Regions from separate parts of the Mus musculus genome. Here regions 1, 2 and 3 are each linked to region 4. Evidence: chromatin contacts called from public promoter capture Hi-C data. All regions are on one chromosome and are shown on one strand. Each heading gives the region's core, a stretch centred on a gene start, on an enhancer-like site or on the middle of the called end of the contact. The rest is flanking DNA. Distances are from core to core; before and after follow the strand shown.

Region 1 (5,260 bases), core at 1,434-3,933, 1.5 Mb after region 4:
AGCTTCAGAGGCATCACCAGACACCGCCCCTGACAACCACTTGCTCTCAGACTTCTAGCCTCCAGAAGTATAAACAGTAAACCCCTGTTGCCTATAGTACTTTGCTCCGACATTGATGAAAACCGTGCACTGCTGGGAGAGACTGGACCGCCAACACACTGAACTAATGCATCACGCAGAGAAGCAATGGTGGACGGCCCTCTGCTCAGAGCTCTGAGTAACACTGAGGGTGTCAAAGCCCCATCTTGATGCCTGGTGCTTTAGTGAGAAGGGACAAGAGGAGCTGAATAAGGAGGCTGACCTTAGAGATTTCTCACAGGGTATGACTGCTTGGTAATTCCCATGCTGGGTTTCAAGAGAGGGAATAAGGGGGCTGGAGAGATGGCTCAGCGGTTAAGAGTGCCAACTGCTCTTCTGAAGGTTGTGAGTTCAAATCCCAGCAACCACATGGTGGCTCACAACCATCTGTAATGAGATCTGATGCCCTCTTCTGGGGTGTCTGAAGACAGCTACAGTGTACTTACATATAATAAATAAATAAATCCTTAAAAGAGAGAGAGAGAGAGAGAGAGAGAGAGAGAGAGAGAGAGAGAGAGAGAGAGAGAATAGGGCCTCAGGGCCAGTCCCAGCAGATATAGCTCCAAAAGTCAGGGCTTGAGCAGATAGGAGCCTGAGGGAGGCCAAGGGCCATGAGGGGTGAGCAGATAGGAGCCTGAGGGAGGCCAAGGGCCGTGAGGGGATACATTAGGGATGGAGATGTATAAGGAACTGCATTTTATCACTAGAGAGTATTCAGTGATCTGGCTTTGGTTTACCAGTTAAGGACTGGTTTACTGGGGCTCAGAGAAGGCTGGCTTTAATAGCGGAACTAAAGATATAATAATGTTGAGAGCACTTCCTAATCTCCATCTGGACCCACCCACACAGAGGCCCCAGGCTGTGTGTACCTGGTGCAGGTAGCCACACACATAGCATTGGCTTCTCCTATGTCCGGACACTGAACAGCCTCGTCAAACCAGGAAGCAAACTGCTTCATGGGATCCAGAGAGGTCAGATGAGTCTCCTCGAATGCCTAGAAAGAGAGGTTGATGTCAGCGAATGAACAATGTTTACTCTGTGCCTGGCAATGGGCTGAGATGTTTTTCAAATGTAAATGCATTTAGCCATCATAATGATGACCATGAGAGAAAGAAAAAAACACCAACCAAACAAAACACTACTCAGGAAGTAGGTTCTATGTCCATTTACAGATGGTGAAACAGGCATAAAACGGCCCAGTAAGTCCCTGAGTCTCCTAAGGAGGAAGGGATGAACCAGGGCTGGAGTGTGCTGAAGTTCCTGTGGGTCACCTCATTCTTTTTCATGAAGTAGTTCTAAGGTTTCACAAGAGCCTACATCTCAGTCAAGCACTCCTGCAGATGTTCACGGATAAGCACACTTGGCCACTGTAGCTCTGGATCCCAATCCCAGAACTGATCTCTTGGTCCCTGACCTGAGTGGGGAGAAGATCATGATGAGGGAGGTTAAAACGAAGAGCTTCCAGGTTAGCCTTGAACTCACTGTGTAGCCGGACCCTGAACTCTGGATCCACTGTGCCTAGTTCATTTGGTGCCAAAGGTGGAACCCAGAACCCTCATACACACCAGGCAAGACTCCACAACACTCAGCTACAAGCCCAGCTTCCGCTCCTTTATAAATTTATATCACGTTTATGACTGTTTTAAGCATTTTACAAATGCCTAAATATAGACTGGTAAAGACATCTACCACGAAACCTGACAACCTGAGTTCATTCCTGGTGACCTACGACATGGTGGGAAAAAAAAAAAAACAAAAACAAAAACCAAAAAACTCCTGAAAGTTGTCGCCTGTCATACATGTATAAACACATGTACACTCTAAATGTATAAAAATGTAAAAAATGAGAAAACCCCCAAACCCACAGCATCCTTGTGAAGTAGGTATCACCACTTTACAGGTGGATAAACTGAGGCCCAAAGAGCATAAATTGTCCACAGCGAGACAGTCAGAAAAGGGCTGGGTTCCAACACAGGTGGGTTCTGATGTCAAGGGGTCTATGAGTACACGTTAATCCACGGTTCCCCTGAGGCCCTCCCCAGTAGCTGTCTCTGAAACCCTCTTCTCCCATCAGGGTGACCCCTAAATCCCGTTGCCTTGTAAGTGGCCCCTGAAAGCACAAGGCGCTCCTCCAACCCTTTGCTAATTTAGGGACACCCCCTTTCCGTGTCCCGGCGGCAGCGGCAGCACCTCTCGATCCCCGCGGTAACTCTTGCGCATTGGTCCCAGGTCCATGACTGCACCCCGACAGCACAGGTGACGGAGGTAGCCCGTCCACTTCGCAGGTCTCCTGAACGTCACAGTGACGCTCAGCAGCCCGCACGTCATGTAAGCAGTCGGCCACGTGACCCAGCGTCGCCTGGCCCTGGGTTCGGAACCAATTGCTCAGCCTGTGTGTCTAGCCTGGGAAGGAAGAATTTACTAGAGCCCCAGACAAGCTAGTAAGTCCTAAGTTCTCGGAACCAAGGTGCCTAGGATCAACCAATAGCTGTCCAGGACCAGAGCAGGGATCCATACCTGGAGAGCTTATTGGTTTGAGTTACCTGGAGCGAGACCAATTAGAGCGGGAATGAAGGAACCCAGCAGCCAATGGGCAGCGCCTCCAGGGGCGGGAGCAGAGAGACAAGGAAATGCTGTCACCGCCGTTTAAGAAGCACGTGGAGGTTTGTTAAAGGTATAGGGACAGCAGCCAAGGCGAGGGCGGGGCGAAGTCTCGGGGCTGGAGAGGAGAGGTCCGCAGTAAGTGGCCGGCCAGTGGCGGGCTACTGAAGAAGAACGTAGGGCAGGGATCCCCTCCTGGCGCAGCGGAGGTTGGAAGACTGGGCAAGAAAACATGGTTTGGGGGCCGGACTCGGAAGCAAAGGTGTTAGGGACACAGGGAGAGACTGAGGGAGAAGATTGTGGCTTGAGAGTAAGGAGAGACTGAAACTGCCTTGTAAACCGCAGGGCAGGTGCTGAGGGTCGTGGTGGTGGGCTGATACTCTGGGGACTGGGGAAGCACTCTGGGGTCAGGAAGGAGACTCTGAGGCGAGAAGGGAGTCAGCTGAATAGAAAGAAGACAGAAATTGGAATCAGGCTACCCCAGAGCAGAATGGTCTTCCCTTCTAACTTGTAACCCTTTCCTAAGGGTTGGGCTGGGCTCAGGGCATCCTATACCCAATGCAGTGGAGTTACTACTAGCCACTGCTCTAACAGATGGAAGGGCTGTCCCTTTCCTAAACCTCTTTCAACTTGGTTATTTCCTCCTTTTCATATTTCTTCTTGTTGTTGTTGCTGTTTTTATTTCTTTGTTGTTCCTTTCTAGGTAGTGGGAGGCATAGTTTTTGGCAATAGCCAGCCAAGGATACAGGGAACAGGTGCGGCGCCTGCACGCTGACTTCACGTGGTGGATGTCTGGCTGAGAGAGAAGTAGGAAATCCTCACAACGCTTCTTCCAGCTTTGATCTGCCTGGGGCAGCCCGTGGTGGAAGATGACTCTGTAGCCCTGGTGTCTACCAGTATCCGGAGTGGGAGCCCCAAGAGCCATGTAGACAGGCACCCAGCACTGTGCCAGGTAAGAGACCTTCTTGGCCTGCCTTGGTGTCTGCAGTGGGAACTCATTATCCTCTGTCTACAGCTTGAGCCAGCGCAATCTGCTGCACAGAAGCAAGAGGAAGGAAGCTTGCTGAGAAAAGTGGTGCATGCCTGCCGGTTGTCTCAGCACTTAGACTAAGGCCAGCCTTGGCTACATAGTAAACGTGAGGCTAGCCTAGAATTTTTGGTGCATTGTCGTTTTCTCCCATGAGCAGGATGGGGAGAGTCGTCTGGCTCTTGCAGTGGACTGTAGTAGTTAGTCATCAGCATCCCTTATAAGGTCCACTCTCTTTTTCTATTCCCGGGGCTGCTCTTTCTTTGGAGCAAGAGCTTCCTAGGTACTGAGACTTCCAAGACAGGATCATGAGCTGGGTGTGGCGCCACACAGCTGGGACTCCAGCCCTTGGGAGGCAGAGGGAAAGGATCATGGGATTAATACCAGCTGCACAGCCTTAAAAAGGAAAAACAAACAAACAAACAAAAAAACGAAAAACCAACCAACCAACCAAAACAAAACAAAACAAAAAAACCTCCAAAACCAAAAAACAAAACCACACAACAACCATGAGATGTGTATTTATATAGCCTATCCATTCAATAAACATTTACCAGAGACTGCCTTTAGGCTAGGCATTGAGCCAGGTCTTACAGTACCAAAGTGAAGGCCATAGCATGATTCCTGGCCACACTGGCAGGTCTGTGAGCCAGAGAGAGTCGCAGGTGGTTAGCATGGTCCTGTTAGGCAAAGGAAAACTGAACCGAAGGGGGCCAATCAGTGCAGAAAGGCTTCCTTGTGGGAGCCGACTGGAGATGGTCGGTCTTAAACATTTTTTTATCTTATATAAATGAGTACACTGTCGCTGTCTTCAGACACAGCAGAAGAGGGTATTGGATCCCTGTTACAAACGGTTGTGAGCCACCATGTGGTTGCTGGGAATTGAACTCAGGACCTCTGGAAGAGCAGGCAGTGCTCTTAACCCCTGAGCCATCTCTCCAGCCCTTGAAGATTGTCTTAAAGGGTATTTGCCAGATGGGCAGTGGAACAGGTGTTTAGGAAGAGGGAAGGTGGCCAGTAACAGCTGATGCATCTGGGCCCTTGGAGCGGTGAGATGCTGCTGAAGCCAAGTAGCTAGAAATCGATGAGATGCTCAAACAGCAACCTGATGCACCTGCCCCACCCCTGAAGGTAGTGAGGGCCCATCTTTTAGACACAGTGTTTCCAATTCTTTATATTGTGACATTGTGTAGCTACAAATCTACATTCCTGGTGGGTGTTTCTGTTTGTTTAAGACCTTGGGGGGGGGGGGGAGTGGCAGGTGTGGTGGAATGTGTCTGCTAGTCAGCTACCTAAGAGGCTGAGGCAGGAGGATTATGAGTTTGAGGCCAGCCTGGGCAGCTGAGCAAGAATTTATCTCCAAAGAAAGGCTTTATTAAGGGCTGGGGGTGGGGTGGGGGGGGTGGCCCAGTGGCAGAGCGCTGGCATCCCGTGCACCAGGCACTGGACTCCAGCCGCAGCTCCATAGAAACTAAGCCAAACCAGATGGGGAAGGAAAAAGAGCCGGAGTCCAACTGCCGCTCTCTTCCCAGGCAACAGTCTAGGGAAGTTTGC
Region 2 (5,300 bases), core at 2,246-4,745, 1.6 Mb after region 4:
TGCACTCTGCTTGGTACAGCCTGTGACTAAGGTATGTGACTTTCCTCTCTTCTTGTCCCCCATTAATCATTCTTTCCTGTGATCCCAGGTCCTAAAGCCTTTTCTAGAAAATTCCAAATACCGAAACCTGCTACCCCTTTTTGTCGGACACAACCTGCTGCTGGTCAGTGAGGAGCCCAAGGTCAAGGAAATGGTGCGGGTCTTAAAGAGCGTTCCTTTCCTGCCGCTGCTGGGTGAGTGGGCAGCCCTGGGGTAGGACCGGGCTGAAGTAGGATGGCTGGTGCAGAGCCCAGTGCATAAGGCCTGAGTCAGCATGTTTGTTGGGGACTGACTGCCACTCAACACCTGTGCCATGGTGCTGGAAGTGGCATGTGCATGCTCCCCAGTAGGTAAATAAAGATGATGAGGAAGAAGTATCTCAGATAATAGGGCTGAGGTCAAGTGCCGTGACCAGTGTGCTGGGGTTCATTCTATAGAGAAGACTGCCTGTGACCTCAGAAAATTCAGACTAGATGCAGCTCCACTTCTTCACTCCAAGATCTTGTCTTCAGAGAAGTTTATGAGGCACTGATGTTAGGGAGTTTTAGACTCTGGCGGATGTTTATTTATGTTTTCAAGGAAAGAAAGAGGTGATGCATCCCCAACAGTGGGCTGAGGCACACGTGTGACCCTGAATTTAAGACCAAGGTGGGCAAGAAGGCAGATTCTTGGGTTTGGCGTTTGCAGGGAGCCTGCTGACCCTATGTTCTTGCAGGTGGCTGCGTTGATGACACCATCCTCAGCAGGCAGGGACTCGTAGACTATGCCAAGCTGCCCAGCCTGGATCAGCTACAGGGGCAGCTGGTAGGAGGGCTTACTCACCTCATGGCCCAGACCCGCTACCTGCTTCAGCACCAGCCTGTCCAGCTGACTTCCCTGTTGGATCAGTATGTCAAAGAGCAAAACGAGGGAGATTGTGCCACGTCAGCCAATGAGAAGCTACATCCTCCCGATCCTGCTCCAGATGCCTAGCCGGCCTGTTTTACCCAGCTCTGCCCATAAACACACTCTGTCCCTGTTGTCTGTCTCGTTGTCTGGCAGAGATCTAAAAGAATTTGGAGTGGGGAGTGGCCTTGTGTGACTTGGCTCTCATTCACAATGACCTCCTTGGGGACAGGCCTCTTGATGATACAGAGAAATTCCATTCCAGACTGAGGCTGCCCATTGTCCTTGGTTTCACTGATCACTGTCTTTAGTTGTTCCAACTAGGGACCCGATAGGAGCAGTCTCCTTGAGTTCTCCCTGCACAAGGCAGGGAGAACAGAGACTCTTGCCCAGCCTCCTCACCCACTACCCCATGCTGTTTTCCCAGTCCACATTCTCAGTGCTCGTGCCATGGTGGACCGGCTAGGAAGACTTGTGAATGGCACCTCCTGGGTCTTGTGCCAAGCACTCTACAGACACAGATGCCAGCTCCTTTAGTCCTCACCATTCAGGAAACAGCAGAGAAGCCTGAGTTCTGGATAAGGTCTTGAATTCGGTTCTCTGAAGCCTCAAATTCTCAAAGTAGAACACGAGTGGGTCCTGGTGGGCTGACGTTGGCGTTCCACCCTTCGGGTGTGCTGGGCTGTGGAAAGAATAGGGAAACTGCTTCGTGATAAAAATAAAATAAATTTTATTGCCTTTTTTATTTTTTAAGAATTATTTTATGTGTAAAACTGTGCTTACGGGGCTGTAGAGATGGCTCAGCAGTTAACAGCACTGACTGCTCTTCCAGAGGTCCTGAGTTCAATTCCCAGCAACCACATGGTGACTCCCAAGCATCTGTAATGAACTGGTGACCTCTTCTGGTGTGTCTGAAGACAGCTACAGTGTACTCATAAATAAAATAAATAATATTTTTAAAAGCCTGCCTATGTTTATATCTGTACCCTTTGTATGAGCCTGTGCACACAGAGGTCAGAAGAGAGCATTGATCTGGAGCTAGAGTTCCTGGTGGTGGTGAACCACCATGTGAGTAGGAGATTGAACCTGAGTCCTCGGAAGAGCAAGTGCTTACAGCCAAGTCTCCAGCCCTGAACTCCTGATCTTACAAAGTTATTGTCTGGGTTATTTCAAGTCCTCTCCAAATTCTCACTTTTCTTCCTTAAAAGCCATCTTCCCTAGTTGCCTGTCCTTCCAAATACTACATCTCACGTGCTTTTCCTTACGAAGGCTGGGGGAACTAGAGTTCTCATGTAATAGGAGCCCTGGGGGCTATGGCAGGAGGCCCTCCCTGAGTCTTGGGAAGTGGCACCTCCCGCCTGTGGCCTGCCACTGTTCTTGATCCTGAGTGGATCAGGGTGAATGTGGAGTGACTCCTTAGCATTCCTTCCCAGACTTGGAGCAGTGCCGCAGCGTCTTTAGTCCTGGACAGTTGGAAGATCTGCAGCAGCTATCCTCTGGCCTGGGCCAGGACCAGCTTCCCACAGTCCCCACCTCTGCAGATGCCCAGGGATACTCAATCATTTAAAAGGCCCTTGAGGCTCTGGATGTCAGAGTAGCTCCTCCTGGTGCCACTTTGCCTCCAGAGGCCTGCCTGGTGCTGCCCACTGCACCCCTCCCTCTTGGGAGGCTAAATCCATGCTGAGGTTTTGAAGGGAGCCCAGACAGCAGGTACTGCTGTGGTGTGTAAGACTTTGATGTCTAGAAAGGTGGAGCAGACGATTGGCCCACATCATCTCTGCAGCCACACAAGAGCCTTCCATCATACCAGAGCCTGCTGGTGCTACCATTTCTCAGGCACCAAACCTGTTAGTCCGTGCTCATCCATTTGGGAATTGTAGGTCTTTCTCATAATGTAATTCTTGATTATTTCAGCAACTGAACACAGTGGGGTAAAGGTGTTTGAGGGTCAGGGGAGGGGCCCCAGCTAGTCTTTGTTTTATAACTGCCAGCCCATGACTGCATAGCTGCTCCCACCTCTCTGCATCTCTGCTCCTAGAGACTTGCTGCACCCATACTTCCTGATTGCCACGGACTGACCTGGTAGGGCATTGCTCTCAATGAGGAGCCTCGGTGGGGCTTCAGCTGTCCCTCTTGCCTGCTGACTGTGCTCCTGGCACAGATTGTCATGTCCCAGAGTATGTGGGGGTGGGGTGGGACGGTGTCTCTGTCCCTTCCCAGTCAACCTGATATCTTTGCTGGTCCAAAATATGCCATCTATTTCAGGTGTAATTGAGAGGCAGGGTGAATAAGGAAATGGCCTTGAGTGTTCACTGGGGTCAAGGCCATGTTAGTCTGAATAAAATCCTTTACCTTCGATGGCTTGAAGCCAGCAGTTGTTCAGTCCTCTGAAGCATGTGGAACTATGCCCAGTGGGGATTGTGCCCCTCATTTCCAAGTCATTTGGTACCACTCCGTCCTTAGTCCTCCCGAGAGCAGGGGGGCAGAGCTGAGCGGCAGCCCGGAGCTTGGCGGGAGGAGGCAACGGAGGAGGGGCAGGTGGGGAGATCCGGCTGGAGGGGAGGCTCCGACGTCTCCTTCCTTCCTGGTTCCTGCAGTAGCTGCTGCAACTGCTCAGTTCTGTGAAGAGCTAGCCGGTGACTCGGAGACAGTCTCAGGCACAGCAGCGTACGGATCAAGAGGCTCTGGCGTCCATGGATCCTGGGGTAAGGGGGCCTTGCTGTCACGGCCTGACATTCCTGGGAAGGCTTCCTCTCCTCTGGAGCTGGTGGGTCTACTCCTCTGGTAAAGGCGCTGAGAATGGGGGTGGTTAAGGGGGGCACTCACCTGTCTCACTCCACCTCTCCTTCCTACCGGTAGATACTTCCCACCTCTGCGGGGGGGCCAGCAGCAAATGGCCAGGGTTCTAGCGGCCAGGACAAGGGCATAGAAATACCCCAGCACCGGAAGAGTTTTGAAACTTTAAATGGCTGAATGCAGGAGTTTCCCCTTGGGCCAGCCTCTTGTAGCCTGGTCCCTTATGCTGTGACCTCCTGGCCACACTCACACTGTCCCTTCCCTGCCCCTTCTGGGCCTCAACTCCTCAGGTGCTTGCTAGCTGCATGAAGCTCTGAGCTGCTTCCCCAGACACAGGGCAACATCACTCCTCCAGTCCCTTCCCCTTCATACACACACACACACACACACACACACACAGCGCTCATGCATTATTGATCTCCTGGCGGAGCCAGGATGGCCAGAGCCGGTGCCAAGGACGCCTGTGGGCACTGCCTCGGGACCTGGGTGGACCACGACATGTTCTTGGCCACCTCTTCTCCCACCCACAGTGTCATAGCCGGTCAGTGCCCTGCTCCTTCTGGGTGGGAGGTTTCTCAGGAACACAGAGGACTAACATGGTAGCAAGGGGCTGGTAAGGCTTTGCAGGGAAGAGAGTCCAAGGTGGGTATTCTCGGCGTGTCTGGGTGTCTGGTGAGAGGAGGCATGGGAAGATGGGACTGTCTCAGGCCTCAGTTTCCCCATGCAGAAAATGGGAGTGAGAACTGACAGCTATAGGGGGCCAGTTAGTAGAAGTTTGAGAACAGTTGTGCCAGAGGGGTGGCAAAGCCACAGATGTAGGCAGAGATACTGGATGGGGAGGCAGCTGAGCTAAGGAGATCTTGCTCACCAAGTCTCTGAGCCCCCCCTCCCCCCTATTTTCTTGGACTCTCTTCTTCCTTCATTCCCCAGCCTCACAAACACAGAGTGTTTCCTGGATTCCTGGGTGCATGTCCGGGACAGAGGCACACATTGGGTGCAGTGGCCACAGTGGGGGTTGGGTTGGGCGTAGCTGCCCAGGCCCAGGGGTGGTCAGGGAACTGGGGGTGTGGGGATGTCATGTGAGTGGAGGATGTGTGTCTCGGTGTGGGAGGGACCAGCGGTGGGACGGTGGGACACATGGCAGTATGGTAGTACTCGTGGGTCTCTCTCTTGCTTCAAGGGTTCCCCCAGGACAAGGTGACATTCTCCCCAACCCACCCGGCCCTGCCGTCCTCATCGGGGAGCAACTTCTTCCTCATGGACTTCCAGGAAAGAGACACGCCCTCTTTGGCTGAGAGTACTCAGTCTTCAAAGCCCAGCAGTACCCAGCAGGTCTGAGCAGAAGAGTGCCGGAGGGTAGGCGGGGCTTGGGTCCCTGGGGCGTGGACTGAGGTAGCAGTGGCCTCAGCAACTGCTGTTCTCCTTCTACTCTGGACTTCAGGCCTCGGAGCTGTGGGAGGTGATGGAGGAGCCTCGGGGCAGGCTGGGAGCAGACGACATCATGCCTGAGAGACAGGAAGGACACCTGCTCAAGAAGAGGAAGTGGCCTCTTAAGGGCTGGCACAAGGTAGGGCGGCAGG
Region 3 (5,672 bases), core at 918-3,417, 1.1 Mb before region 4:
AAGTTCACTGAGACAGAAGCAAAAAAAAAACCAGCAGAAGGTCAAGACATAAGTAGGCAACAGAAGGACAATGAACGTCAGGAGATTCACATGCTGCAATGAATCAATGTAACTAATAACACCATAAACTCTACCCTAAGAACATACTTGAAGTCAGGCACCACTTCCATACAACTTTAGCCATACACTTCTTTTGGTTTTGGGGGGTTTTTTTGGGGGTGGGGTTGTTGTTGTTTTTGGAGATAAGAGTTTCTCTGTGGAGCCCTAACTGTGAGTGTGAAGTAGACCAGGCTAGCCTGGAATTTACAGGAATCCCGCCTGCATCTGCCTCAAGTGTTAGGACTGAAGGCTCCTGCTATTAGCTCTGAACACTTTTTTTTAAACATACAGAAATTAGGTACCCCACTTTACTTTTTTTCTATATGTCAAAAGAGAAATTGTTACTTCACTCAAACCATGTGTTTAAAAACAACGCATACTGAGCTGGTGAGATGGCTCTGTGGGGAAGAGGTCTGACTGCTCTTCTGGTGGTCCTGAGTTCAAATCCCAGCAACCACATGGTGGTTCACAACCATCTGTAATGAGATCTGATGCCCTTTTCTGGTGTGTCTAAAGACAGCTACAGTGTGCTTACATATAATAAATAAATAGATTTAAAAAAATACATAATTTACTTTCCTAAAAAGCCTGTTAGCCAATCGTGGCAACGATGTAATCCCAGCACTCTGGAAGCGGAGTGAGGATTTCAAGTTCGAGAACCACCTGCTTACAGAGTAAAACACTGCCTCAAAAACAGAAACAAAACAAAGCTTTTGTTGAGCCATTTTCTCATATTTTATCAAGTGATTTAAAACTGCTGTTTGATTATAACTGCAAGGTAAAATCAAGTGTACCCACTCTCCAGTTCAGATCTAAGACAGTGTGCTCCACGTACAAAACTAGATAAAAAGTACTTGAAATACAGTACAGTATATGCACGAAGAACAGTGCAACCTCAACAGTGCTACAAAAATTAGATTTAGCTTTCCCGATCACCAAGAGACCGAGAGAGAGAGAGAGAGAGAGAGAGAGAGAGAGAGAGAGAGAGAGGCTTTAGCCTCACCTGCGACCCAGGAGTTATAGTTAACCTTTCTAAGAGAGTAAAAGGACCGAATGAGTTTATGTGAAAACAAAAACCTTCACAACTGCCTAGCTGAGGGTCTACTACGGCCATCAAGCACGCGTCAAACGGCCATCAAACCGCATTAGCAAAAAACTGTTCATGATAAAACTGTACCTCGTTCCGTCTTTCAACTGTCTACCTTCTCACAGAAGTGTCCAAATGGCAGCACTCCTAAGCAATGCACTGCTACGATGTCCTTCCCCACGAATACTGGTCGGGAGTCAGGCTATCTATCTATATGACTCCCGACTCTCTCACACACACACACACACACACACACACACACACACTCACACACTCTAGATAGATAGATAGATAGATAGATAGACAGACAGACAGACAGACAGACTGCACCCAAATAACGGAAGCCTGCTTTCTTATTCATACGGTAAAACCCCGGAGCTCTGGTGGAATCAAGCGAGCCCTTCCTTCTTCCTTTTCCCGCGTTTCTCGGCCTCACCAAGGTGCTTCTTCTTCTGCCCAGCCAAGCGCCATCCCGGACTTCCTCCACACAACAACAAACGCCGCTATCCCCCGGATTGGCGCGGAATCCTCCCTCCGTCCTGGGCCGCACGCCCGCCTCCCTCCGCCGTCAGGTGCTTCAGTCGGCGCGGCCAGGTCCCCCCAAATCGCGCCGCACCCCGCTCGGGCCAGCCTCGGCCCGCCCTCGGGTCCCTTCAGCTCCCCCTCCCCCAGTCCCCGGGGCACAGGCCCGAGGCCCACGGGACTTACGCTCTCGTGGTCCCAGCGCACGTTGCTGCGCTTCTCATCCGGGGCGAGGTTTCGGTCCCGGCCCATTAACTCATCCAGCAACTGCGCGGCAGAAATCATGGTGCTTCCTCCGGGCGGCTGCTCACGCCAGCCCTAGCACCCACCCGATAAAAAACCCCACCAGCCGCCCGGCCGCCGAACCAAGCCCCCTCGGCCCACTCTCAAGCTCGAAAAGCCTCTTCCAGAGAGGAGCCGAGAAGACAAAATGGCCGCCGCCCGGGCACCTTCCCAGCATGCCGTGCGCCCGTGGAGACACGCCTAGGCCCGGGCTGCGAGGGCGGGCAGCGCGGCTTCTCCGGCGAGGGGGCGGGACCTCCGGCCCGGGCCCGGGGCAAAGCCCCGCCAGGCACTGACTCCGCCCCCGCCGTGCCTTCCACCCAACGGAGCGGTGGACGCTCTAACGGCTGCCGGTGTCGGCCTCTTTTTTACTTGGAGAAAGAGCAATCTAGCTCTGGGTCCTTTGCCACTGCCCTGAAACGGAGAAAATGTCCCTTTGTCCACGTGGTGTGCGGGGGACCATCTTCCAGGGAGGGAAACAAGAAGAGCGAGCTGCGATCGTGCTCAGACTCCATTTTCCTGTCGCTGTAGTTTCTTCCTCCTCTACCTGTCCTTATTTATGTCTGCACCCTCCACCCTTCCCACACCCACCCAGTTCGATGCTGGGGATTGAACCGGGAACCTTAACGCTTAACGCTCTACCAGCGAGTTAAATCCTCAACTCTTCTACCCGGTTTTGTCCGGACTTCCTCGATTTTTAGGGAGGAAAATCAAGGAATAGACTATATGCGGTGGAGGAATTATGTTGTAATACCTCCAATCCAGGAATTTATCTTCCTTCACTTTGTATCAAATGTGTTACTGTGTGTTCAGGGAATCATAGAGGAGACCAGAGGTTACCCTCTGGAGTCCATTACTCAGGAACTATCCACCTTTGTTTGGTTTTTGGTTTTGTTTTTCGGGATAGGGTTTCTCTGTAACTTTAGCTGTTCTGGAACTCACCAGGCTGGCCTCGAACTCACAGAGATTCCCGTGTCTCAGCCTTATGAGTGCTAGGACGTGCCACCATTGCTCCTCAATCTAAACTTTCAAAAGATTAGGAAAACTTAGCTGGGCTTGCTGTCACCGTATACCTTTTATCTAGGAAGGCACTGGGAAGGCAGAGTCAGGTGGATTTTATGAATTAAAGAGGTTCACCTGCTTCTGCCTCTTAAGTGCTAACACTTGGGAGGCAAAGGCAGGTGAATATCTAAGTTTGAGGCCAGCCTGGTCTACAAAACAAGTTTCTGTATAAAGCCATGGCTGTTATACAGAGAAACCCTTTTTCAAAAAGAATGTCTCACTGGGACGTGAGCTCTCTGTCAGCCTGAAAGCCCTACGAATCCTTTTATTTCTGCTTCCTTAGTACTGCAGCTATAAACCACTGTTTTACATGTATGTGCTGGAGGTTAAACTCTGTTCTTCATGCTGAGTGGTGAACTCCCTGGAATTTCTTTAAAAGTATTAATTCGGCCTTGCAAACTTTTAATCCCTAGCAATCCAGAGGCAAGTTGATCGAGGCCAGCCAGGGCTACATAGTGAGACATTGTCTCAAAAACAAGATTCATATTCAGCTAGGAATAGCAGACCGGGCCTATAATCCCCTTGTTTGGGAGGCTTGGCCAGAAGGATTATTGTTCCAGACCAGCATGGGTTGCTGTGTGAGTTCCTGTCTAAAACAATTTTTAAAAAAAATAAAACCCAGGGGCTAGTGAGATGACTAAGCTGAGAGACATCTGTGGACAAGCTGGATGAATGTGACAAGAGTTTCATCCCCCGGACTCACAGAGAAAGGAGAGAACCAACTCCCGAAAACTGTCCTCTGACCTCCACGGGCTGATCCACACACACAGACACTGGCACATAAAATAGAATGTAATTTTTAAAAAATTAAGGGCTGGAGAGATGCCACAGCAGTTGTTGGCATTGGCTGCTCTTGCAGAGGACCCAGGTTCAATTCCTAACACCCACATGGCAACTCACAGCTGCCTAACTCCAGGGTCAGACACCCCCTGCCCCCAGACAGACAGACAAGCAGGCAAAACACCAATGCACATAAAGTAAATTATATTTAAAAAGTTAAAATTAAAAATTGGAGGCCCAAAGTTGGTGGCTCATATAATCCTCAGGAGGTAGAGGCAGTCAAATGTCCAGGATAGCTGGGTTACACAGAGAAACCTCAACAAAACTTCTGTTATATGCCCACATCAGTGTTAGTGTGCAGATTAAATTAATTGATATACTCTGCACATTGATAGAGGAGACCCAACAGGTTCTTAATTCCTTTATTAGCAAGAGGGAAAGAACCTTTTTATTGTCAGAGTGGAGGAGTCAGCTCCCTGTGGCACTGACTGAGGAGTGTGGCAAAGCTCCAACCAGGTAAGGTGGAAAATGGAGGCCTCGAACTCAAGACCGACAGTCTTCCCACCCCAGCCTCCCAGTGTGTTAGCATATATCCCTCAAACAGAAATCTGAAGAGTTTACAGTTAAGAAACGCAAAAAAGTTTCCAAAACATGAAATAGATAACAATGAAGAAAACTGTTAGTCTGCTAGAAGAGGAACTTTTAAAAGTATTCTTTGAGTCTCATGAAGTTGAACTAGAATGGGTTGGTTGGGGGCTGGAGAGATGGCTCAGTGGTTAAGAGCACTGTCTGCTCTTCCAGAGATCCTGAGTTCAATTCCCAGCAACCACATGGTGGCTCAGAACCATCTGTAATGAGATCTGATGCCCTTTTCTGATGTGTCTGAAGACAGCTACAGTGTACTCACATACATGAAATAATAAATCTTTAAAAAAAAAAAAAAAGAATGGGTTGGTTGGAAAATTAGTTGGAAGCAAATCCAAAAGGCTAAAATACAACACTTGGGAAGCCGAGGCAGGAGGATTGTCCTTGGCTACACAGTTAAAGGCCAGCCTTGACAGAATGAGAAAAATCAAAGCCACCTCCTCAACTCTCCCATAACTTTCCAAGGTCACAAAGGATCTTAAGGTTATCCGTTCTGTGGCTCTTGAGCCTGTGTGTCACTCATCACTATCCCTGCCCACTCCATTGCTCTTCCTCCCACCCACTCTCAGTTACTCATCCTCAAGCTCTTTTGAAACTTTCTCTCCTTTCCCTCATTAGAACTCTTGAGAGTTTTTCAGTGTTCTATCTGGCCATCTTCTCTGGGTACTCACGAACTCCCTTGGGATTATCTCTTCCGTTTGCAAAATTTCAGCTAGCCCCTTCGGCTGCTGAGTGCTAGATTCCAACCTCCACCTCAGATCTCCTTTCTGAATTTAGTACTCATGCCTACCCTCTTTACTGGGACACTCTACTTATGTGAAAGTCAAAACCAAACAGAAACATAGTACAAAGCCAAAATAGAAAAACAGCTTCTGGGCTGGAGAGATGGCTCAGTGGCTAAGAACACCCGACTGCTCTTCCAAAGGTCCGGAGTTCAAATCCCAGCAACCACATGGTGGTTCGCAATCATCTGTAACAAGATCTGACTCCCTCTTCTGGAGTGTCTGAGGACAGCTACAGTGTACTTACATATAATAAATAAATAAATCTTGAAAAAAAAAAAAGAAAAAGAAAAACAGCTTCTTGGGTGAGAAGTAGAACTCCAAGCAGAGAGCTACCCTGGCATGTGGGAAGCTATAGGTTGAATCCTCAGCACTGAAAGAGATACATACAAACAAAACAAACATATAGGTCT
Region 4 (5,721 bases), core at 1,051-3,550:
GCAATAGAACCTCTTATAGCCTTCCAGATCACTGGGGATTCAGACTGGGGTCTGGACAAGCTGCTGGCACATATTCCATACCCGGAGGAGCCCTCTCCCTCTCCCATATCCTGGGTAGAGTCTGGCTAAACTGTAAGGATTAGTCTCAATTGTAAGGAAGCTGAAACAGATGTCCAGATGTGTCTATTCTCCATAACCAACTCTTTCTGCACCTCTTCCCCATGCTCCTTTCTCAAGAGCCTCTCTCTCTCTCTCTCTCCCCCCCCCCCCCTCTCTCTGCTTCTCTGTGAAATCCTAAGTCAAGAGACTAGGTAACTAAACAGCCACGGTGTCACCAAGGGCTAGTGATTTGTAACTGGTTACTGAGTTACCCACGGGACAGCCATAATTTTTACAAGGAGCCAACACCTCTCTGGCTTCAGCTCAAGAGAGGAGGGTTTGTTGATAGTGACAGTAAATGAAATCTAATTGAAAAGTTTCAAGAATCTGCCTCAGGTGTCAAGAGCTCTTTCTGCTTTAGAGCCAAGCACACGGACCACATCAGTAGAGAATCTGGGCTCTCCAGTTCGTAAATAAACCATTTTGGTTGGGCAGAGTGGAACACCCTTTCAGTCTTAGTACTCAGAAGGTAGAGGCATAAGATCAGGAGCTCAAAGCCAGCCTCTGTTACGTAGTGAGCTGTGTGTGTGTGTGTGTGGGGGGGGGGGGGGGTCAGCCTGGACTGTGTGAGATCATCTCAAAACCCCAAACCCTCAAAATAAAGCAGAGAAAAAAAAAACCAATAAGAGCAATTTCATCTAGAATCTAGGTTGTGTAAGGCCCCAAGGGTTTGGAAGGTTTTGCTTATAATTCCTAGGATATTTCATATGGGGATTACGGGGTCTGCTTCTATACTTGAAAGTGGAAAGCCTCCCGGCACTGTCGGGGTTCTTTCCAAACCCAGTGGCTTGGTTCCTGGGCTGCCAGCCTTCCCTGCTGAACAGGCTCACCAGCCACTGGGTGCCAAGGAGCATGTGGCAAGAGATAGGAGCAGAGTCTCCTGGAGACTGTCCCAAGGCCTGGAAAGCAGTAGGGTGCCAGGAAGCAGCTCTCAATTAGGCTGCAACCCTGTTACCTCATGACCCACAGGGTCACTGGGTTGATCTCTCAGAGCTAGGTGTGTGCTTGATATGTGTATGCAAGAGGCAGTCTGCTTTTGCTTTTGAGAGCTTGATTCAGTAATAAAATATTTTCTTTTAAGTTTAAGGTAATCGAAGAATGTAACACAAAGATGACTGTTTTCTTCCAGGGCCAAGATGCTCTGAGACAATTCTACCCAACTCCAGAATCACTTTTGGTCCATGGGAGCTAAGACATGAGACAGACTGGGGACCCGGATGGCTTAGCCAAGGAATTGTCACAGAATCAGCTTCCTCTCCATTGGGTCTCTCTCTCTCTCTCTCTCTCTCTCTCTCTCTCTCTCTCTCTCTCTCACACACACACACACACACACACACACCCCTTCTGCCTTTCCCAGAAAGAACAGCTCTTTGGTTATTGTTGTCAAATGCTAATTTATTTAGTTTTCAAGACGCGGTATCACCTTGTAATTCTAGCTGACTGTGAACTCAGTAAGTAGACCAAGCTGGCCTTAAATTCACAGAGCTTCTCCTGCCTCTGCCTCCCGAGTTCTGGGGTTAAAGGTGTGCCTCACAGTACTCTAGCAAAGTACCTTATAAATGTTAGCATTTGCAGGCTAGGCTTATTGGACATGGATCTCTATGAATTTAAGGCCAGCCTGTCAACAAAGAGAGTGCTAGGTCAACCAATCCTATAGAGCAAGACCCTATTTCAAAAAATAAAACAAACTAAAACACATGTTAAAAGTTCTTTAAAAAGTATTTTAGCTGAGAGTTGCCTAAAAAAGAAAGTAAGAGCTAAGTCATCGGTAATCCACAAACTGCACAACTAGGTTTCAGTTGCGAAATGCCTGTTGCTGCTCCACCCACCCGGTCCCTGGATCTCAGCTTCCTTCCTCCATTCTGGCCTCGCACCTCAGCGCGAACTTCTGCGCGCTGCACGCGACCCCCTCCGAGTTCCCGCCTCTTTCCACTCTGGCTCCGCCTTCCGCCCAAATTCCCGGGCCCTGGCACCACCTCGCGACGCTTGCGCACTAGGGAAGGTAGGCGGAGTCTTAAAAGAGGAGGAGCTGGAGAGTCTTGAGCGGGACGGGGTGGGGCGGGGCAGGACGGGGCGGGGCGAGGCGGGGTGGGGCGGGGCGGGAAGCTGGGGGGAGGAGGCCGCGCGGGGTGGGGCCCGGCGGGTACGCGCTCGCTGCGTCGACGTGCTGACGACAGGACGCCCAGGCCGGTGTGTGTCGGTGTGTATGTGTGTGTGTGTGTGTGTGTATGTGTGTGTGTGTGTGTGTGTGTGGTGTGTGTGTGTGTGGTGTGTGTGTGTGTGTGGTGTGTGTGTGTGTATGTGTGTATGTGTGTGTGTGTATGTGTGTGTATGTGTTTGTATGTGTGTGCGCGCTCCAAGAGTGTATTTGTGTATCGGCGGTCCCGCAGGTCCCGGATGTTGCGGGCAGTATGAGGCGAGCGCAGGGGGACAGGGACCAGCAGCTGTCGCCGCCGTTCTCAGGTGAGTGTGTGTATGTGTGTGTCAAGAGTCGAAGAAGGGGTTGGCCTGTTGGGGTGCGGGGTTTTTCCTTGAGAAGTGACTAAACCCTCCCCCACAACACACACTTTTCCTAATGTACTATTCTCTGCCCCATTTCCTATGTTGGTTTCCTGGCCCGAGGAAGCCAGAGCCTAGTCAGCCGTCCGTTCTTCCTACCTCAAGCATTCTGGAAACACAAACGCGCCCCCTGCCTCCTGCCTCCCTCACCATCATATCCCCAACCCCATCCCCCTTGCCAAATAGTGAGCTGTCGCCTGCGGCGAGATGGGGAACTGCGCATGCTCGAATGTGAAGGAGCTCCGGGTGCCTGGTCGCTGCTTCAGGACGCATGCGCATTGCTGTTTTGCAGGGACCTGCGGGATAAAGAGCCCCTTGACCACGAGCCCGCCTTCTTCGCTAGACTTGCCACCCAATAGTGAGCTTGTCGCTCCGATCCGAGAGGGAGAATTTAAATTATGCGAGGGATTTAAGGACAAAGCACTATTTGCATCTGGTGTTGCCCTAGAGACTCCCAGGCTACCAACGCCTCCTAGAGCCAACGTGTCCCACGCTGACCCTTCTTTTTGAAACTTAACTGCTACTTCTACTTCTAGTATTACTTCCCTTTCCACCACTCCCGTCGTCATGCTGAAACCTTACTACAAACTTCCCCTAAGTTTAGGAGTAAGTCCAACTCGTTATTCTGGCAGGGGATTTTGATAGTCTTGTTAAAAAGGATTTGTTAAAAGGTCCATTAAAAAAGAAACTAAGGTGGGAATTTCTCTTTAGTAAAATTCTGAGTTGCCTTTACAGAGTAGCTAAGGAAGGGATAAGTGCCACACACAGACTTGAGGTAACAACAAAACAGAAATCAAGCTGTCAATCAGTAGCTTCATTTCAGCCCTTTTACTTAGTGGGACCTTTTTGGTTCATTGTGTGTGTGTGTGTAAGTTCTTCCATAGCGTTTCAGTTTAGTTATACATTTAGTTGTACAGTTTAGTTGTACATTCTGTGACAATATGGAAACAGGGGTAATCAGAAACAATTGAACAACTTGTCCAGAAGTATTAGTTTCAAATAATTTGAGCACTAATTCTTTCATATTGGCAAGTTCCAAAAAATTAAAATGAGGAACTTTACAAAAATATTCCAGTGACTTAGGTCCCAGAGTTTTAGCTGACAGACTGCAGTTGGTTCTTTAGTTTGGTGCTGTGCCATCCCTCTTAGAAACTTTGTCTTAGCTCTACCATGTAGGGAAAAAGATGTTTTATTTGTTTTTGATATAGTCAAGTTGTTATGTAGCCATGACTGGCATGGAATTCCCTATGAAGACCATGCTGGTCTCAAGACTGTATTCACAGAGATCTGCTTACCTCTGCCTCCCTAGTGCCAGGTATACATTTGGTCCCAAAGATAAACACTTTCTACTAGCAAAAAGTTTGCTGAATTGTATTGAAATGAATAGCTAACTTGTTGTTGGGTGGAGAGAATGGAAAAGGGAGGGGCATCTTTTGTTTTTCAGTTGTCTGGCTAACCTAATGTCTCATACTCTTGGGAGTGGGACATGAATCAGCCTTGTTTTGAAATTCCTTTTCCTTTGTGTTCTTTCTTTGGTATTCTCACAAGACATAATTTTGGTTGGCATTTTATCCCTAGAACCTCATGTTCTTGGTCTTGAAAGTGTATGAACACTTCTCACTTCCTCATTTAACTGGGCTTTATGTGGTTCAGTTGTCTGTCTATTGTGCTGTTTCCAGTTGCCATGTTGCACTTGGATCCAGAGGATGACACAGAGCAGCACAGGGGTTGGGGGCAGGGGCACATACATCATCCTGTGCTGGGAAAGAGCTGGATCCTCAGTCTCCCACCCCTACCCTCAGCCCTCAACATCCCCAGTAGTATAAGTTACTGTGTCAACTCCACATTTAGGATCAGGGCACTTGGCATCCTTTTGGTATTTTGGTGACTACACCTCTTAAAAAAGTTATTGCAGAGGCTAGTATGGTAGTGGGAAGAACTTTATGAGGTGTACGTCCTTGCCTGGATCAGGCTGTTGTAAAATCTAGAAGGGAAGCTAATGAGGTAATCCCTGTCTGTCTTCTCTGTAAGCTTTCTTCATTTGGATGCTTTGTTCTTATCTGGAAATGCTTTATCTCTGAATTCACTGAAAGCCTTATTTAAGTTTTTCCACGGTGCAAAAGCTTGGGATGCTTTTAGGATTAAGATAAGTTGTTCATTCATTCAGATTGGTACAGAAATTTGTTTAGAAATAAAAGGAAATACAAATGTTTAAAAAAAAAAACCAAAAAAAAATCAAAAAACCAAAAAAAAAAAACAAAAAAAAACCAAAAGCTCCACAGTGAGAATGCAAACCCTTCCATGGTTCTCCTGTCTGTCAAGTTTACCTTCTCAAAGGCAGCAGCTCCTCCTCCCAGCGTCAGTCCACACAGCACAGCACAGACGCAGACAGATCCTTTGGTTTCTGTTTTCCACAAATGATTAGACACTTTGTATATTTTTATTTTTTCAATTTACCTTGGTGATCATTTCATATAGTATGTGTAGTATCTCTTAAGTGACAAGGGTTGTACTGTATATGATATGCCGTTGTTCAACAAATTTAGTAAGCATTAGGGTTTCAAAGCCACAGTTCATTTTTTTATGTGTTCTGGTGTCTATTGGATTAGATTTTTTTGGCGAATGTACCAGATCAATGGGTGTATGCATTTTGAATGTTGGCAGTATTGTTGAGTTGTTTTCTACAGAGGTGTATGAATTTATATTATTGCCAACAGCTCGTCTGTGTGTTTCCTACTCTACACTTTCATAATTTAAAAATCTTATAGTGTTTTCTCTGAAATTTTAAGTTCATTATATAGTTTCATAAATTTCCTTACACCAAGGAGTTGTGGACAGACTGTCACCGTTTTGTAAGTCAGGAGTCTTAGAGGTACTCTTTCATGAAAGAGTGATGCCGTAGGAACAAAGACATACGCTGTGTTACAGCAGACTCAGGGCAGTTCTAGGAAGGCCTATGAGACCTGGATCCTAGGGTTCTCCTCTTCACTTTCAGTTCTAGTT

The links. Promoter capture Hi-C pulls out the DNA fragments that hold promoters and counts their contacts.
Region 1: a contact with region 4 is called in a promoter capture Hi-C map of liver, with 3 times the contacts expected there. The contact joins the promoter of D030028A08Rik here to the promoter of Spop in region 4. A contact is called at or near these places in 2 of 39 promoter capture datasets (hippocampal neurons and liver) and 1 of 484 Hi-C or Micro-C datasets (B cells).
Region 2: a contact with region 4 is called in a promoter capture Hi-C map of liver, with 3 times the contacts expected there. The contact joins the promoter of Osbpl7 here to the promoter of Spop in region 4. A contact is called at or near these places in 2 of 39 promoter capture datasets (hippocampal neurons and liver).
Region 3: a contact with region 4 is called in a promoter capture Hi-C map of liver, with 4 times the contacts expected there. The contact joins the promoter of Luc7l3 here to the promoter of Spop in region 4. A contact is called at or near these places in 2 of 39 promoter capture datasets (liver and pre-B cells) and 1 of 115 datasets of contacts at active chromatin or transcription factors (pancreatic cancer cells).

Annotation. Positions count from the first base shown.
Region 1 is chr11:96,941,463-96,946,722 of GRCm38.p6, forward strand. D030028A08Rik (RIKEN cDNA D030028A08 gene) reads left to right here and starts at 2,684. Exons shown (of 6, transcript NR_003293.3): 1 at 2,684-2,752; 2 at 3,383-3,631. It overlaps Pnpo (pyridoxine 5'-phosphate oxidase), which reads right to left and starts at 2,557. Exons shown (of 7, transcript NM_134021.2): 1 at 2,269-2,557; 2 at 948-1,072. The coding sequence starts at 2,406.
Region 2 is chr11:97,047,325-97,052,624 of GRCm38.p6, forward strand. Osbpl7 (oxysterol binding protein-like 7) reads left to right here and starts at 3,496. Exons shown (of 23, transcript NM_001310509.2): 1 at 3,496-3,629; 2 at 4,901-5,052; 3 at 5,162-5,287. The coding sequence starts at 4,978. Mrpl10 (mitochondrial ribosomal protein L10) reads left to right here. Exons shown (of 5, transcript NM_026154.3): 4 at 89-233; 5 at 755-1,889. The coding sequence ends at 1,011.
Region 3 is chr11:94,319,796-94,325,467 of GRCm38.p6, forward strand. Luc7l3 (LUC7-like 3 (S. cerevisiae)) reads right to left here and starts at 2,168. Exons shown (of 10, transcript NM_001361574.1): 1 at 1,895-2,168. The coding sequence starts at 1,993.
Region 4 is chr11:95,411,783-95,417,503 of GRCm38.p6, forward strand. It overlaps Spop (speckle-type BTB/POZ protein), which reads left to right and starts at 2,301. Exons shown (of 10, transcript NM_001359107.1): 1 at 2,301-2,622.